Linked DNA regions of Sus scrofa: all the other regions are linked to region 3. The links are chromatin contacts, called in public HiChIP or PLAC-seq maps. All regions are on one chromosome and are shown on one strand. Each heading gives the region's core, a stretch centred on a gene start, on an enhancer-like site or on the middle of the called end of the contact. The rest is flanking DNA. Distances are from core to core; before and after follow the strand shown.

Evidence for each region. HiChIP or PLAC-seq counts read pairs in DNA pulled down with a chosen protein or histone mark.
Region 1: a contact with region 3 is called in an H3K27ac HiChIP or PLAC-seq map of alveolar macrophages. The contact joins two enhancer-like sites. A contact is called at or near these places in 1 of 47 Hi-C or Micro-C datasets (epiblast stem cells) and 1 of 2 datasets of contacts at active chromatin or transcription factors (alveolar macrophages).
Region 2: a contact with region 3 is called in an H3K27ac HiChIP or PLAC-seq map of alveolar macrophages. The contact joins two enhancer-like sites. A contact is called at or near these places in 1 of 47 Hi-C or Micro-C datasets (epiblast stem cells) and 1 of 2 datasets of contacts at active chromatin or transcription factors (alveolar macrophages).

Annotation. Positions count from the first base shown.
Region 1 is chr14:133,780,231-133,783,996 of Sscrofa11.1, forward strand. No RefSeq gene overlaps it. Among named protein-coding and RNA genes, the nearest start is that of OAT, 43 kb to the right of the region's middle. Within about 2 kb of position 2,106, at least 12 of the 83 cell types and tissues checked have an H3K27ac peak or open chromatin away from gene starts, as enhancers often do. A contact at or near this core is called in alveolar macrophages, where this site is marked.
Region 2 is chr14:133,748,544-133,752,306 of Sscrofa11.1, forward strand. No RefSeq gene overlaps it. Among named protein-coding and RNA genes, the nearest start is that of OAT, 74 kb to the right of the region's middle. Within about 2 kb of position 2,133, at least 15 of the 83 cell types and tissues checked have an H3K27ac peak or open chromatin away from gene starts, as enhancers often do. A contact at or near this core is called in alveolar macrophages, where this site is marked.
Region 3 is chr14:133,590,960-133,594,414 of Sscrofa11.1, forward strand. No RefSeq gene overlaps it. Among named protein-coding and RNA genes, the nearest start is that of CHST15, 48 kb to the left of the region's middle. Within about 2 kb of position 1,857, at least 12 of the 83 cell types and tissues checked have an H3K27ac peak or open chromatin away from gene starts, as enhancers often do. A contact at or near this core is called in alveolar macrophages, where this site is marked.

The DNA of each region.
Region 1 (3,766 bases), core at 856-3,355, 190 kb after region 3:
CCCCGCTCACCCCCACCCTTCTCCCCTGAACCTCATTCTTCTGTCTCTGACCCCGGCGCCTTCTCTCAGGCTATTCCCTAAGTCAGGACCAACCACTCTCTCCAGGACACTGTGTTGGTTTGGTTCCTCACCTGCTTCCACCTACATTCAGCCAAAATCCTGGGCTCGATCCCCTGGGTATCCCATGCCCAGGTCTGAGCCGCTCAGTCTGTGTTTAGACCAGAAGGGCTGGTTCCCACCTGCCTTGGGGGCCTGGCAGCTACTGCCGGGGAGAGGGGAGGTTCCCAGCTCCCTGGAGGGACCTGACTCCCATCATGGAGCCAACAGAGGTCCGAGAGCTGTCACTTGGCTCAAGATACAAAGCCCTCAGCAAGGCCTGGCCTGTGATGGGGTAGGACGCATGAAGATGCTGGCTAGGACCTCAGCTCGGAGAAGACGGGGCTGGATGTGGCCCAGGACCGTCTGCCCTCCCAGCTGAATGAGTTTGTGTTCGCAGGACACAGGAGCGAGGGCAGTGGTATGAGAAAGACTTTTGCCCGAAATGCCTGTCCAGCAGCCTCCCCGTCACCCCCAGACCCTCTGCGCCTTCCTGACACTGCAAGATCCAAGTGCCCGGGGCTTGGTCCTTGACCCTCTTCTCTTGTCTCTCCACCGTCAACCTTGTGACTCTCATCCAGTTTCAAGACCTTAAGACTCTGTATGTCAGAGTTCCTGTTGTGGCTCAGCAGTTAACAAGCACAACTAGGATCCATGAGGACGCAGGTTTGATCCCTGGTCCCACTCAGTAGGTTACGGATCCGGCGCTATCGTGAGCGGTGGTGTCGGTCGGTCGCAGGCACAGCTCTGATTCAACCCCTAGCCTGGGAATTTCCATATGTAGCAGGTGCTGCCCTAAAAAGAAAAAAAAAAAAAAGACTGGATGTCAAAATTTTCCAGAAGCTCCCGTCTCAGTGGTTAACAAATCTGACTAGCATCCATGAGGACACGGGCTCGATCCCAGGCCTTGCTCAGTGGGTGGGGGATCTGGCATTGCTGTGAGCTGTGGTGTGGCTTGCAGGCGCGGCTTGGATCTGGCATTGCTGTGGCTGTGCTGCAGGCCAGCAGCTGTAGCTCTGGTTTGACCTGTAGCCCAGGAACCTCCATGTGCCTCAGTGAGGCCCTAAAAAAGCAAGCAAGCAAGAAAATTCCCGCATTGACCCTTCCAGCCTGATCCCTTCCCTGAACTATCCAGCTGCCTATTCACACATTTCCACTTGGGTGTCTGACAGATACCTCCGTCAGCCCAAAAATGAGTGGCCCAAAAAATCAAGGTTTTGTTTCTCTCTCTCTCTCTCTTTTTTTTTTTTTTTTTTTTTTGCTTTTTGGAGCCACACCCACAGCATATGGCAGTTCCCAGCCTAGGGGGTGAATCAGAGCTGCCACACACAGCCATGCCAGATCCTTAACCCACTGAGTGAGGGCAGGGGTCAAATCCACATCCTCATGGATACTAGTGGGTTCCTTACCACCGAGCCAGCACGGGAACTCCAGGCCTTACTCCTCATGATTCTCTTGGTTGGGAGCTTGGGCAGGGCTCATCTGGGCGGTTCATCTGCTCTGCGTGCTGTCAGCTGGAGTCACTCCCAAGGCTTCATCCTTCCGGGGGCTCAGCTGGGGCTGGAATGTGGAACGAGGTCCTTCTCCCAGGTCTGGAAGTGGGTGCCGCCTGTGTGTCCACCAGCTTCTCCTCTGGGAATCTCTCCCAGCCACTTACAGCTCAGCGCCTGGCTCCCAGAGAGCAAAGCCAAAGCTGCCGGCTCTTCAAGGTGAGGCCAGGAATGAACACGGCCTCCTTTCCCCCCCTCTCTAGAGATCAAAGCGAGTTACAAACCCGGCCCTAATTCAAGGGCGGGGGAGAGGAAGGGAAGCCTTGGCCTCCTGGTGGAACGGGGGGCGGGGGTGGAACAGCAGGGCAGGGCTTGTCCCCCGTCCTCTTTGGAAACTGTCTACCAGGACGAGCCAGACGCCTGGCTGACATCTGCTCCGTCACAAGTCCTGTTGGCTCCGTTCTCAGAAGCCATGTGGGATCTGACCACTTCCCTCCACCCCCACGGTGCCCAGCCTGGTCTGAGTCACCAGCATCCTTACCCCATTTCCTGGTCAGCCTCCCGAGAGAGCTCCCTAGTTCTCCTCTTAGAGTCTCTTCCCAACACAGCAGCTAAGTTGAACGTTCTAACCTTGAGGTCAAATCATGTCACTCTTCTCTTCACCCCTCCCTGTGGCTTCCTGTTTCCCTGGGAGGGGACCCAAAGCCCTTGGGATGGCCCCAAGGGTGCCTGCAACCCCCACGCACCATCTGGCATTACCACTCTGACTTGGTCTCTGACAATCGTGCCCCTCAGGCCCAGCCCTCCAGCCAGCCTGGCCTTTGTCCATCCAGAGAGCGCCCTGCTGCCTGCGAAGCATTCTCTTCACCAGAAGCAGCTACGTGCAGGGCCCAGTGCAAAATGAAAATACAGGCCCTTGGAGAATCTGCTGTGGCTCAGCAGCAACAAATCCAACTAGGATCCATGAGGACGAGGGTTCGATCTCTGGCCCCGCTCAGTGGGTTAAGGATCTGGCGTCGCCCTGAGCTGCAGTGTAGGTTGCAGAGGTGACTCGGGCCTGGTGTTGCTGTGGCTGCGGTGGAGCCTGGCAGCTACAGCTTCGATTCAACCCCTAGCCTGGGAACCTCCATAAGCCACAGGTGTGGCCCTAAAAAAAATAAAAGAAAGAAGATACAGGCCCTTGTTCCAAATGACTACGATTTGCAAGGAGGCAACAGGAGAGCATTAAACCAAGAGCAAGGAAAAGTGCAGAAGGTATTAAACGTGTAATCTGGAGCCCAGGGTCCCCCAGCCCCGGGAGCCCCAAAGGGCCCGTCAGGACTCAAGGCAGAGCCCAGCAGGATGGGGCTGAGGGGCAGCAACACCAGGGCTCTAATGAGAGGCTCACAAAACCTGTGAGTCGGCCACCGCAGGTCCCAACCCTGCGTCTGAGTCGGGCCAGACTTAACGACCTGGGCTGGAGTCGCCACCAACATAAAGAATCTTGTTCCCAGCAATTTTTACAAGGTGTTTATGGCCCCAGGACAACCTGGGGCTGAGACTCAGCTTAGGAGGCGGCTGCCCAGACAATGGGGACAAAGAGTCAGGTCAGCACAGGGCCCTGCAGAGCCGAGGCCATTCACCCCCTATGCAGGACGGGGGATTGGACCCTCACCCTGTTACCTGGCAGCCCCCCACCCACCACTCAACCTTGAGAAACACCTTCCCCCCCAGCAGACCAGAGTGGGTACCCCACACTGTACCCAGATTCCTGGGGTCTGGGAGGTCTACCCCCACCAGTGTTTAAACACAGCCCCAGAAAACACCAAAAACAAGGGGGTGGGGTCTCTGAGTCACTGCCCCCAACAGCACCAAGGACCCTGGGAATGCTCTCTGCTCCCACAGGCCTCCCCATCAACTCGATCAGCCCACATGCTTCATAACAGTTCATCCAATGTTGCATTCCCGCTACTCAAGCACAGCCGTCACAAGGGTCCAAGGTGCGTGAGCTAAGCGCCCACACGGATGCGATTCAAGCATTTTACTTGAAGGCAGCTACCATTTACTGGGAACTTAACATGTGCTGGACTCGGGGAAAGGGCTTTGCGTGAATGATGTCATTCAGGCCTCACAGCACCTTGGGAGGTAAGCTTATCATCCTCAACCTATGTCACAGGTAAGGAGTCAGGTTTGGACCAGCT
Region 2 (3,763 bases), core at 883-3,382, 160 kb after region 3:
CTGCGATCGAGACAGTTCTTTCAGTCTAAAGCCTTCTTCATCTTCTTTCCTGCCCTGTACTGCACCTGTGCTCCCTGGGAGGACAGATGGATTCCACTTCCCATCCCTGCGGCTGAGGCCTCTGGTCCGCATGGTTGCTGATGAACAAAGAGGCCCAGGCGAGAGGGTCAGGGGACCACGACTGAGCCCTGCCAGGGGGCACATCCACTGCTAAGGGTTCACGCTCCAGAAGAGGCCCCTCTGCCCCCTGAAGATGCCTGTCTTGCCTGGCTCTTGACCTCTAGGTCTAAGCCCCTGGCACAGTGGCCCCCAGAGTCCTGTGTCTCACCACCCCTGCCATGATGCAAGCCTGCCCCAGCCTGGACCCCGTCCCCACAGGTGGTGAGTGTGACGCAGAGCTGTGAGAGAGGTTTCTCTGAAACCTCATTGCAAGGTAGCTTTCTCATAAATGCTGCAAAGCAAAGCAAATTCTATAGATTTTTTTTTCAAGGCAACACAAAAACTATGTAAGCTCTGAGTGCATGGGCTCCTGCCCTGACTTTGCTTTACCTCGTGGTCCCCCACATTCAGACGGGAGTCACCCTCACCCCAAACCACCCTCAGCTTCAGGAAGGAGCCCCCTGACCAATGGGATTGGAGGTGCGGGGATAGGGCTGCTACAGGCATTCTGGGGTGGCCCTCTGGTACCCCTGGCAGTGACAAGCTCCAGACCCTACAAAGAGAAGGACAGTCTGGGGGCCAGTGCTCAGGACTCGGCCTCAGGCCATGGGAAGGGCCACTGTCCACCTTGGGGTCAAGGCACCAGGATTGTCTCACTCCGCTTTCTTCCCGGGGCGCCCCATCTCCACGAAAGGGGCCTCCCCCCACATCCAGGGCACAGCCTGCAAGAGGGGAGGGAGGCCTTCCACACCGCTCCCACCACCACACTGCCCCTCTTCTGTCTCGGGTCCTGGGAGTCCATCCTCTTGAACTTCTCCCTCCATCCCCACCTTGTTCCTGGTCTCCCACATCTAACATCTGCTCCAGGCGGCCTCTCCATGGCAACTCCAGGGGCCTGCCCGAGGCACCGTGTACCCATCATGCTCTCTCGCTCACCTTCTGTGGCTCCCATCACCTACAAAACAAGCCCACTCTCTCTGGGCTTGCACAGCCTGGCCCCCCCAGCCCCATCGCCTGGACTTCAGCGCTCATGCCTTTGCTCCAACGGGTGTCCCTCCCCGAACGGCCTGTCCTCTCCCTTAGCAGCTCTGAGATGTCCTCTCCCTGGCCTCGGGCCCCCTGAATTGGTCCCTGGCTCCCCCGCGTCCTTCCCTGTGCTCTGAAGGGGCTCACACACCTTGGGTTACAGCCTCTACGTTTGCCATCTCCCCGTGTCCTGCAAACTCCCGAGGGCAGGGGGCCTTTGGTCTTCACCTCCGAAGCTTGATTAGTCAAGGCAATGCGAACTGCTGTCACAGATGAGCCCAGGATCTCGGTGGCCTAAACAGGAGCAATGAATGTCTAACTCATGTCACACTCACGTTGATGCTCCTGGCCAGGCGCCCTTCCACAGGCTCATTCAGGGACCCAACCTCCATCCATCCACCCTTGGAGTCTTGTCTACGGAGACTGCACATCCGGTTTGGGGGGTTTGTTCTCATTATGGTAAAAATACACAGAATAAAATGTACCATGGGGACCGTTCTCAGGTGCACAGTCCGAGAGGGCTGACTGCATGCACATCACTATACAGCAGGTCTCTAGAATGTTTTCACCTTGCAGAACTCACACTCCCCACCGAACGGCTCCCTTCCCTGCTCCCAGAACACCCATTTTTTAACCACATTAGCTAAGGGCACGTGTCACTTCCACTCACGTTGTGTTAGCAAGAACTCACCACGTGGCCACACCCTGGGGGTGGAAAATGCGGCCACAGGGCAGGGCTGCCCTGCAGAGGAGGGCACAGCCAGATGCACAGGTGAGGCTTCAACAGGTGTGTGCTGAACTGAGTGTGTCCAGAAGGTGGAGGAAAGAGAAGCTTCGAGGAGGGAAGGAGGGGGCGGGTTCACACTAACAGCTCTGGGCACCTACTGGGTGCAAAGTGCAGAGCTGGGCGTGGTCACACGCACAAGAGAACCACGTGGTGTCATGGGCAGAGCTAGACAGGCCCGTTCCAGATTCCTGGTCTCGGGGCTCAGGGAGCTCACGGACATGATGATGGCATGAGAGGAGACAAGCAGAAGGCCTGGCACCCAGGAGGCACCGTGATTCTTTACCCAACACAATCCCGCAATAGGGAAACCCAGTCTCGGGTCGCCTGGGCCACACGCCCAGTTAGGAAGATCTACGCTCCTACTGAGACTGTGAACGGCTCCCCAGGGAATCCGTCAGAATCCTCTGACCTCCCAGCTCCAGCCTGACGAAGGTCGAAGGTCAGAGGGCTGGGACCTGGCTCAGACCTCCCGCCCTCCCGCCCCTGACCTCCTGGCCTTAAAGCCGCGTGGTACCTGCCAGATGCTGGCAACTCCTTCCCAGGCTTTTGAAGGCGCTCCGCCTGACAGCTCTCGGTCAAATACTGCAAAGCTGAGATCTGCTCTGGGCCCATCGCCTGGCTGTTCTTTCTCCCAGCCCTGCCTGCCAGGCCACCCCCACCCCACCCCCGTTGGCTGCTGCCCCCCTCCAAGATTTATGGCCAGTGGCCCCCTCCCCATATGCTCTCACAGCACCCAACCCACACATGAGGGTGGCCTCCCCCGTCAAATCCTCCTTCCCGGAGCTGGCGCAGCAGACAGGCTCGTGGAGGGGCCTTCAGAAGCACTGCCGCACAGGGAAGCGGATCTGAGCCCTCCTGACGCCTGGCCACAGAGGTGCCCCTAGGAGACGCGTGGGCTGCACGGCTGACCGCAGCGGGGACCCTCAGAGCTGACCCAGCATCACGCCCAGGGTCAGCAGGCATCACCACGTCCAGTCCGAACTGCTGGCAGCTCCCTGAAGGCTGTGGAGGATGAAATAGACGCTTACCCCCCCTCCCCGCCGCCTGGCACGCAGCAGGCCTGGAGCTTCAGGGAGATGCCGAGGAGGGGGAAGATGTCAAAGCCGCTCCTTCCTGCGCAGAAAAGGACCTGCGCACATCAGGACACGCTTACCTCACTGGCACGAGGCAGCTGATCAGGGAGGCATATTGATCTGTGGTCAGTTTCTGGCACCCCCGGGGCCGGCTTTCATGTGTGGGTGGGGGTGAGTGTGCACGGAGAGGGCCTCTGCCCCCCCCCACCCCGCTCTGCTTTCCAGGCCGCGTCTGCGCCTGCGCGGTCTGGTCCTCAGCCAGCGAGGCTGCGAGGCTGGCAGATCCCCGGGCAGGGCGCCTGCAGCCCGCACACCCCCTCCCGGGCAGAGATCGTTAATGTTTGATGCATCGCCCTCTTTCATCTGCACCGGGGTGCCCAGCGGAGTAGGCAAGTCGAATCGACGCGTTGTCAGAAGGGAAATAAACCTCATCGCTCTTTTACGCCGGAAACTACGGGGTGGGGGGTGGGGCGGCCAGCCAGAGGCCCTTGCCCCCGCCTGGACCCACGGGCATGCCCGGCTGGCCTCTCCCTTCCGCCTCCACCGTCCTGAAATTAGGCAAGACATGTGTCATCTCTGGGTTCTCAAATGTACATCCCAGAAACCTGTCAAGATTTCCAGCCGCCTTCATCCTTCCAGGCGTGCTGTGTTTTTTTCCAGACTCTGCAGGGCCCAGCCCTGTCCAGAGACTGCAGATGCTCTGGCCGAGGTGGCCTCC
Region 3 (3,455 bases), core at 607-3,106:
GACTGGAGGTCAGCCTATACCATGAACTTTGTAGAAATGGGGCAAAATTCAGGCTGACTGGCTGGCATATCACCGACGTTGATTTAGTGTAAGGATCAGGAGGGCTGGGGACCCGTTAGTCCCTTTGACTAGTCTCATAAAGCTTGCTGCCTACTTATTGTAAGTTTTAAAATAGAAGTTTCCGAAACTTTTAATTTTCCCATTTGCTTTTGGCTGTCTGTGGATTTTGCCTCCGCTGAAATCTGAGGCCCTGAGATCTATTTAAAGCTACCATCTAAGTTTTGCAGCAAATGGTGTGTCCAGCTTGGAGGTTTACAGAGGGGAGTTTAAAGAAAAATCTCAGCTCTGATGCAGCTGTCTTTGGTTAGCACATAGCATCCTTGGAAAAAACCTCTGGGGGCTGGGAAGTAAAGCGGTTTCTGCTTCTGGGGTTTTGTTCGGAAACCCAGAAAGGAATAAATAGCATCACCCTCCAAACACTTCTGCTCGAATATTTGATCTCAGCCTGGCAGCCACAGCAAGGCGGGCCGCCCACATGCCCACCCACCCACACTTTGTAGGGGCCCGTCGTGGCCTGAGTAACTACAGGGTTGTTTGTAGCCCTTCAGGGCTGGAATGGCTGTCAAATCAACCAGCCCTCAAATTACAGCAGAGGTCCAGAGAGGGTAAGTGACTTGCCTAAAGGCACACAGCGATCATCGCTAAAGCAGGTTGTCACTGGGTTGGGGCAAGGCGGTAGTCAGTGGGCTGCTGGACCACTCTTTATTCTGGCCACTGATACGAGAGACATGCTCTAATAAGGCCGCTGGAGAGCACAGGGGGCGAGCGATGGAGGAGGCTCTCTTCTGTGAGAAACACCAAGTGAGCAACCTCAAACGCAGCTCCAGTGTCGTAGATGAGCGGGATCCTGTGGGCATCTCACCCAGAACTTGAAGCCCCTCCCCACTCCCACCCCAGCATCCCAGTCACCTGGCTGCTTGAATACAGCCTGTGATGGGGAGCTCACTCAGCCAGCTAGGTTCTGCGCAAACTCCGGGTTGCCCTTCACCTAAACCTAACCCCAACCGCATTCTCCCAGCCCTGGCCCGGGAGAGGCGCTCCACGTGTATCTAACTACCAGAAGCTTCTCCACCCGCCCTCCCTCTTCTGTGTGGACGCTCTGTCTGTGCACATGCGATGGCCAGGAGTCAGCCCCGCACTGGGGTTGTGTCTAATGCTGTTGTGTTGGTGCCTGTGCGTGAGTGTTCATATGTAGACGTGTGCATGTGTGTGGTGAGTATTGTGTGTGTGTCTGGAAGTGTGTCTGTGTGAGTGTGCACACGTGTGTGTGTGTGTGTGTGTGTGTGTGTGTGTGTGTGTTTATGTGTGTGTGTGTGTGTACCCTCGCATCTCTGGGTGGGTCTCTGGGTCCTTCAGAGGGTCAGCCGGGTGTGGCCTCCATGACAACTGTGTCGCATGTGTAGAGATTTTGTCTCAGAAGTGCTGAGCACAGAGCCCGGCGCCAGGAAGTGCCCAGCATTACTCAGCAAGTGCTGTTATCACAAGGGCCTGTTACTTGTAACAAAGGTCCGGCTCACTGGATTATCCCCTTCCCGTCAGAAGGGAGCTTGCAAAGCAGGGACTTGAAGGGTCCTTGCTATTGGGGGGCTGAATTTTGCATCCCCCCCACATTCCCATGTCGAAACTCTAACCCCTAAAGCTGATGTTCTTAGTAGGTGGACTTTGGGGAGGTGATTAGGTCCGGAGGGTGGTGCCCTCGTGGCGGGATTCGTGCCCTGAGAAAAGAGCCCCCACTGCTCCCTTGCGCCTTCCACCACGTGAGGATGACCCAGGAAGAGAGCCCTCACCCAAACACGCCGGCACCCTGAACGTGGATGTCCAGCCTCCAGAAGCGTGGGTAATACATTTCTGTTGTTTATAACCCCCACAGTCAGCGGAACTTGTTATAGCAGCCAGAGAGGACAAGGTCGTCCCTTTCCTGCCACTTTGCAGCCAGGAGGGATTCCTGCAAAGCATGTGACCCAGAGTTCTACTCAGAGACAACCCAAATCTTACAGGGGACAGGATCCATACAGGGCCACCATCCATACAGCCCTGGGAAAAAATTCCATGGGATAGAGAGGAGAGGAAATTGAGTCACTGCCTGCAGCACAAAGACAGAAAATGAAGACTTTTCATACCGCGTTGCACGACTCTGAGGGGTCAAAGGAGATCCTCTCAAAGCTTCAGCTCACCGCCCCCAGGCAGCACCATTTTCACCTTGGCCAGTCCTTGAACCATCCCAGCAACGCTGCAGACTAAGTGTTCGATCCCGTCTTTGGGGCAGAGAAAGAGCAGAGGAGTTAAATGACCCCTCAGAGTCACAAAGAGCTCAGCCAGGTTTGTCCCATTCCAAGACCTGGGCTTTTGTCCCTGAGCCCCAGAGGCCACCATGGGACCGTGGGACTTCCTGACACACCACACAACCAAATGAAAACCTCCTCAGCTGTCCCCCTGTGTGTGAAGCAATGCACATCCTGCTGCCAAGATTTACCACCAAATCGCTCTAAATTGGGCAATTAGCAACGTGATTTGTGAAATGAGGAACAGGATATGCTCTGACCCCTTGAACTTCTTCCCCACTGACCTCTCTGGTTCTAGCAAACTTTCATTTTTTAGCTGGATAGGAATGAATCCCTTCACCCAAAAGTGCAATCATCAGTACTTCCTGAGGAACCACCATCTCTATCTGGGGTCAAGGTTTCAAAGCTGGAATCCCGTAAAATGAAAAGTAGGCAGACAACAAACTGGGGAAAGTAGGTATGACCTTCACCGTAAGAGGCTGAGATCCTTCATACATAGACGCGCTCAGGAGACAGACAACCAGAAGACTGGCGGGCAATGCCGAGCTGACAGTTCACAAAAGGAGAGGCAAACGGTTAAAAAGCACGGGGGGCGGGGGGAGACACCCGTCTCAACCGTGAACGAGAAAAGCAAATTAAAACACTAGGATGTTATTTCCTTTTAAATAGTTCGGCCAAGATATATCTAGTCCAGGTGAGGAAGCAAAGAAACGGGCCCTCTGCACACTGACTTTGGGTGTTTGAATCGGCAGTCTTTCCAAAGGGCAATCTGGCAGCCTTTAAGGTGTACGGAAATCTGACCCAGTAATTTTTTTCAGACTTTATCCCAAGGGACTTAGTCGAGATGTAGGCAGAGCTGAATGTACAAAGATATTCATTGTGTTGATATTTATAATACTAAAAATTCTGGGAAAAACTACCCCAAATGTCCAGCAATGAATTACTGCTCATGAAAATTGGGATAAATTCATATGAATGTACATGATGCCGTATTAGACGTTTCGTGGCAGCGGAGTCTCGGACTCCAAGTCCAGGGTCCTCCCACGAGGGGATGCTTCCTCTCAGTCTGACCCCAACAAGCCTTTTCCTCGCTATGGCTGCTAATCTGCTGGG